Linked DNA regions of Sus scrofa: region 1 is linked to region 2. A link is a contact called in public HiChIP or PLAC-seq data. All regions are on one chromosome and are shown on one strand. Each heading gives the region's core, a stretch centred on a gene start, on an enhancer-like site or on the middle of the called end of the contact. The rest is flanking DNA. Distances are from core to core; before and after follow the strand shown.

Region 1 (2,700 bases), core at 171-2,670, 76 kb before region 2:
CAGCCTACTCCTTATTATCATTGACGTCCAAGATGAATAACTAGTTTCAGTTATTTTAAAAACTTGGAAAGGGGGGTGTTGTCTGTTAGCTGGGTTAAATGGTACTGAAAGAAATAATGTTGCAAATTTCACCTTCTTTTTCTGAAATCTAGTAATTTGGGACCTTAGTCACAACTTACTATTTCAAACCCCTAATTAAAAGAGACTTACTATGAACTTTGAAAGAAAAAGGTGACATCTCATTTTAATACCAAACTGATTTCATTTTTTAAGATAAGCAAAATCTTCATTTCAGTAGTTCAAAAGACTTCCGACGTTAGGATTTAACGTCCTCAAAAATCACTTATCTACGGACCACCATCCAACCTGATTGTACCAAGAGGAGCTGAGTGCTGACGGGTGGGAGACAGAAGTATGCAGAGTCGGTCCAAATTACCCAAGAGCCAGAGGAAACACCTAGGGAACAGCTAGGTAAGACCGCAGGTAGGGGCTGCACCTTTTCCCGTGTACCATTCCTACCGCCTTCCCACACTTTTTGCCACCGGAGAACCAGGTGACTCTCCAGGCGCCCGGCCCTAGATCCCTGCAAAGCCAAGCGTGTGGGTGACAGTCCCTGACAAGCCCACTTACCTTGAGGACCGGGGTCAGGTACTCAGCTACTTCCAGTGCCTTTCCCTTTACCGTGTTAATCACATTCTGCATCCTGGGGCCGGAGGAGCGGCCGGCCCCGAGACAGAGTGGAAAGGACAGCCGGACAGGGATCGGGAGTCAGAAAACGTCCCCGCCGCCGACGACTGGCCTCGACACCCGAGGCGACGAGACGCGACGAGACGCGACGGGACGGACGGGACGAGGGGGAGGGGCGGCCGGCGGGGCGAGAGAGAGCGGGGAGCGCGCTCCTCGCGCCCCAGGCAGCGCGCGGTGGGCCGGGCCCAGCTGTCACCAGGCCGCAAGGGAGAGCGGTGGGGCCGACTTAGGGGGAAAAGCGGGCGCACGCGCACCCTCGCCTTCTCAGGGGCTGTCTTCTCCGCCTAGCTTCACTCGCACCCCTTCCGGCTTCTCCTTCCTCCTCTCACTCTCTCGCCGTAGCTCCGCCGCCACCTGGACCTCACGTGACAGAGGACTCTCCCGACACGTGACGCGAGAAAGGCCGCGCTTGGGGCGGGATCGGGTCGCTTTTCCCCTCCCTCCGGAAGCGTAACACTGAGCGCGCCTGCGCAATGGGCGCCAGGTCCGCTCTTTCTAGCGTCGGGTAGTTATTGTGCTTTCTGTTCCAGAATAGGAGGGTTGGGTGCAGAGGCTTATTCGCCTTTCTTTTCCACCCATAGCTTCCCTGCCTATGTGCCCTAAAAGCTGCTGCTGTTGCGGAGCCAGACAGTTACTGCTTTAGCTCTAGGATGCATGCTCTTCCGCAGGAAGCTCTTCGAAGGGACCAAGGTAACAGCGCCCCCACCCCGGGGCGGGGTGGGGGCAGAGGCAAAAGAATGCGCGTGCGTTTGAGGGGAGGGCGCACGGGTGACAGAAGGCGTTCCTAAATCGTGGAGGGAAACCTGCCCTTCGGGTGGGGAGGGGTGTCTTTTTGGCTTTGGTACACTTGGGCCCACTAGGCTGTGGGTGTTGGTACTTCCAGCCCATCTCTCACCAATACCACCGGCTCTGCGCTCCATTAAACTGGCATGCTTTGGGCAGGGTAACTACTCAGTGTAGAGTCTAGTGTCTTCAACATCTCAAAAAAGGGCCTTGGAGTCATTGATTTCTAAGTTCCCCTCTGCTTCCAACACTAGTTGGAAATTAAAGTAACAGCAGTGTTTCAGATATTTCCATTTTGGTCATTATTTAACGAATCTTTCACTGCAAGTTCTTTTTTTTCCTCCTATGGAAAAGCTGCTACTAAGGAGAAAAATACAAATCTGAAATTATCTTTTAGACCACAGTTGCTCATAAGAGTGAAAGTTAAAAGAATTGTTTCTCTGCAAAATTCTGCAGTCCCAAACTGTCCTTTTGTCAGCACTTCTAATCTAGCCCTTGCCTTTTCTGTGTCTAGAGTTCCCCTTCCTATCAAATTTTGACTGTTTCATTTCCTTTCACCATAGTTTTTCTTGTAGTTCTCAACTTTTTTGATTTTGATATAGACATCTAAAAAATTCCTTTTCTGTTCTTCACAAGTCAGTGGTATGTACATTATACTTAATCGGCTGTCAGGGTTGTTCATGAACATGTCCTTCTCTTTAAGGCAGTTGAAAAAACAGTGAAATGGAAAGCACATGTTGTGGTCTTCCAGTGTTATGCTCCTGGTCAACAATGTATGCATTCCTGCTAGGGGTGGTATTCATTGCTTTAAGCTCAAGTCGCATCCTACTTGTAAAATATTCAGCCAATGAAGGTAAGTTAAGACTTGGATTATGTATGGAACTCTGCCATTTAATCACCCATTGTCTTTCTTGTCTTTGGTTTCCTTGTGTGTAAAATGGGGATTATATCCTTAAAAGTACTCTGCTTCATGTGAGTAATAAAGCATGATTCAATTTGGTTCTTTAACCTTTCATACCTTAGCAAGAAAAATTTTTGATGCTGAGTGAAATTTGGGTCAGGCAAGTACAGAATCAAACCCTTAGCAGAATGGATCATAACATCTGACTATTCAGTCAACAGGTGTTTCTGGGCCTGTAGCAATATGTATTATAACTTATCTTGAAATAT
Region 2 (2,700 bases), core at 151-2,650:
GAGTTTCATTTATTTGCTTAGCCAGAGCACTTGTACTTTTAGAGTCCTTCATTCTGGAATAATTGTGTAACCATCCTTTTTGCCTTTCTTAATAGGTCCTTAAAGTCTTTTATTCTTTTTCTTGAATATCCCATGGCTTCCACTAACCTACACAGAATGTGCATAACATTCGTCATCTATGCAATGGTAAAGTTGAAATCAAGTCACTTTAGCAACCTGGATTGTACGGGGAAAGCCAGCCCAATCCTGACCTGTGTCTTCCTGGGGGGACTCAGACTTTCTTCCCTCCTGTAAGCATCAGCCACTAGATGGCACGCTAAACACACAGGAGGGAGAAAACCTAACTGCCACCTCAGTGTCTCCCCAGTTTTCCCCACCGCACCCTCTCACAGACTCACAAGCATTTTTCAACCTCAACACATAAAGCCTCTCCTGGGACCTCAGAAAATATTCCCAGGAAAGTCCAGGGAGCATACATCTGTTAAGAGCAGTTAGGAAGCAAGTTAGCATGCACCTCTTTCTGGAAAAGCCCATACCGATGTATGATTTGCAATGATCTTCAATTTCTAGTCCATTTCTAGTCAATTTCTAGGCTTAAAATCTCTGGTTTTTGTTGTTGTTGTTGTTGGTCTTTTTAGGGCTACACCCATGGCATATGGAGATTCCCAGGCCAGGGGTCCAATCGGAGCTACAGCTGCCAGCCTGCACCACAGCCACAGCAACGCCAGATCCGAGCTGCCTCTGTGAACTACACCACAGGTCACGGCAACGCTGGATCCTTAACCCACTGAGCAGGGCCATGGATCAAACCCAGAACCTCATGGTTACTAGTCAGGTTTGTTTCCTCTATGCCAGAACTGGAACTCCTCCTAAAATCTCTATTTTTAAAAGCACTCCACCTAGATCTTTCCTTTTTTTTTTTTTTTTTTTTTTTTTTTTTTTTTTTTTCTGTTACCTAAGAAAGAAATAGTAACTAATTGCAGAGAGAGAGAAAGAGAGTGGAGAGAGATTTTTGAGATCAATGTTGAGAGAAATGTAAAAAGAATAAAATCCAAAACTAGATTTTAGAAATCCTAATTTAGGAACACACTGACAAGACACTGCCTGACATTTGTCACACAGTAATTTGGAGGGAGTAAAGGAAAGAATGTGCAAAACAGAATTACTTCAGTGACACTGGGATAGGGGGGATTATTTGATGAAAATCATACTAAACATAAGGAGGCAAGCAGAGGAGGGTGTGCTAACTGAGCAGAACTGCACTGACCTGGGACTAAGACTCAGGAAAATATCCTGTCCCAGGCACCCGAGAGAAACTATCGTTTCTGTCACATACACTTGATCCTCTGCACAGAGCAACACTGTGTGGATCTTACTGACTGGATTCAAAACATTGTTCTACTGCCTAAAAAAAAAAAAAAAAAAAAAAAAAAAAAATTATTTACTGAAGAGGAAACTATGAAAACAAATGAAGAGGAAAAAGATGCAAGTTCTTCATGTGGTCTTGAAGGGAAACCACCTCTCCCACTCTGTGATAACCGGTACCCCCAGCAGGAAAAAGAGCAGAGCCATTTTCTTCCCTTTTTCCATTTGCAGACTTTAATCAAAATTCAGTTTTCAGCCATGTTTATGGTGTTCAGAGTGAAAACGAACTCTTCTCTTTCTTAGTATAGGACAAACTAAAGTAATAAACAGCAAAGTCAAGGGGAAAGCCCATAATCAGGCTGCTGCTGCGGCCCAGGGAGGCTCCGAAGAAAGGGTAATCCCCAAAAAGAAACACCCTGAACTTGTCCCTGAAATGTCAACAAGGTCACAGGCTTAATCCAAAGTTAAGGTATATGTATACTTAAAAAAAAAATAAATAAATCAAAATAAAAGTTACCTGGTAGATATGGGCCAAAACTTTGGGGGAGAACAGTTTCAATATCCTTTTTTTTTATTCATTTAGTTTTGATTACTTCAGTTTTTTTGTGTTTTTTGTTGCTGTTGTTATTTGTTTGTTTTTGGTGGTGGTGGGGGGACTTAAAGGACTTTTTTCCAAGTGGAAAGTTGTTTAATTAAGAAAATGTTGAATTCTTTTTTTTTTGTAGTTTTTTTATTACTCAATGAATTTTATTACATTTATAGTTGTACAATGATCATCACAACCAAATTTTATAGCATTTCCATCCCAAACCCTCATGCATCCCTTCACTTCCCCCAATCTGTCTCATTTGGAAACCCCAAGTTTTTCAAAGTCTGTGAGTCAGTATCTCTTCTGCAAAGAAGTTCATTGTGTCCTTTCTTTAGATTCCACATGTAAGTGATAGCATATGACCTTGGTGTCTCATTGTCTGACTGACTTCACTTACCACAATAATTTCTAAGTCCATAGCCACAAATGCTGTTATTTCTTTCCTTTTAATGGCTGAGTAATATTCCATTGTGTATATGTACCACTTCTTCTTTATCCACTCCTCTGTTGATGGACATTTAGGTTGTTTCCATGTCTTGGCTATTGTATAGAGTGCTGCAATGAACATTGGAGTACATGCATCTTTTCAAGTCATGGTTTTCTCTGGCTAGATGTCCAGGAGTGGGATTGCTGGATCAGATGGTAGTTCTATTTTTAGTTTTCTGAGGAATCTCCATACTGTTTTCCACAGTAGTTGCACCAATTTACATCCCCACCAACAGTGTAATAGTGTTCCCTTTTCTCCA

Evidence for each region. HiChIP or PLAC-seq counts read pairs in DNA pulled down with a chosen protein or histone mark.
Region 1: an H3K27ac HiChIP or PLAC-seq map of alveolar macrophages shows a contact between it and region 2. The contact joins the promoter of ATG3 here to the promoter of CCDC80 in region 2. A contact is called at or near these places in 1 of 47 Hi-C or Micro-C datasets (embryonic fibroblasts) and 2 of 2 datasets of contacts at active chromatin or transcription factors (alveolar macrophages and skeletal muscle).

Annotation. Positions count from the first base shown.
Region 1 is chr13:147,277,830-147,280,529 of Sscrofa11.1, reverse strand. It overlaps ATG3 (ubiquitin-like-conjugating enzyme ATG3), which reads right to left and starts at 1,420. Exons shown (of 12, transcript XM_003132682.6): 1 at 631-1,420. The coding sequence starts at 702. SLC35A5 (probable UDP-sugar transporter protein SLC35A5) reads left to right here and starts at 1,144. Exons shown (of 7, transcript XM_013982457.2): 1 at 1,144-1,437; 2 at 2,234-2,383. The coding sequence starts at 2,254.
Region 2 is chr13:147,202,033-147,204,732 of Sscrofa11.1, reverse strand. CCDC80 (coiled-coil domain-containing protein 80) reads right to left here and starts at 1,400. Exons shown (of 8, transcript XM_003132680.4): 1 at 1-1,400.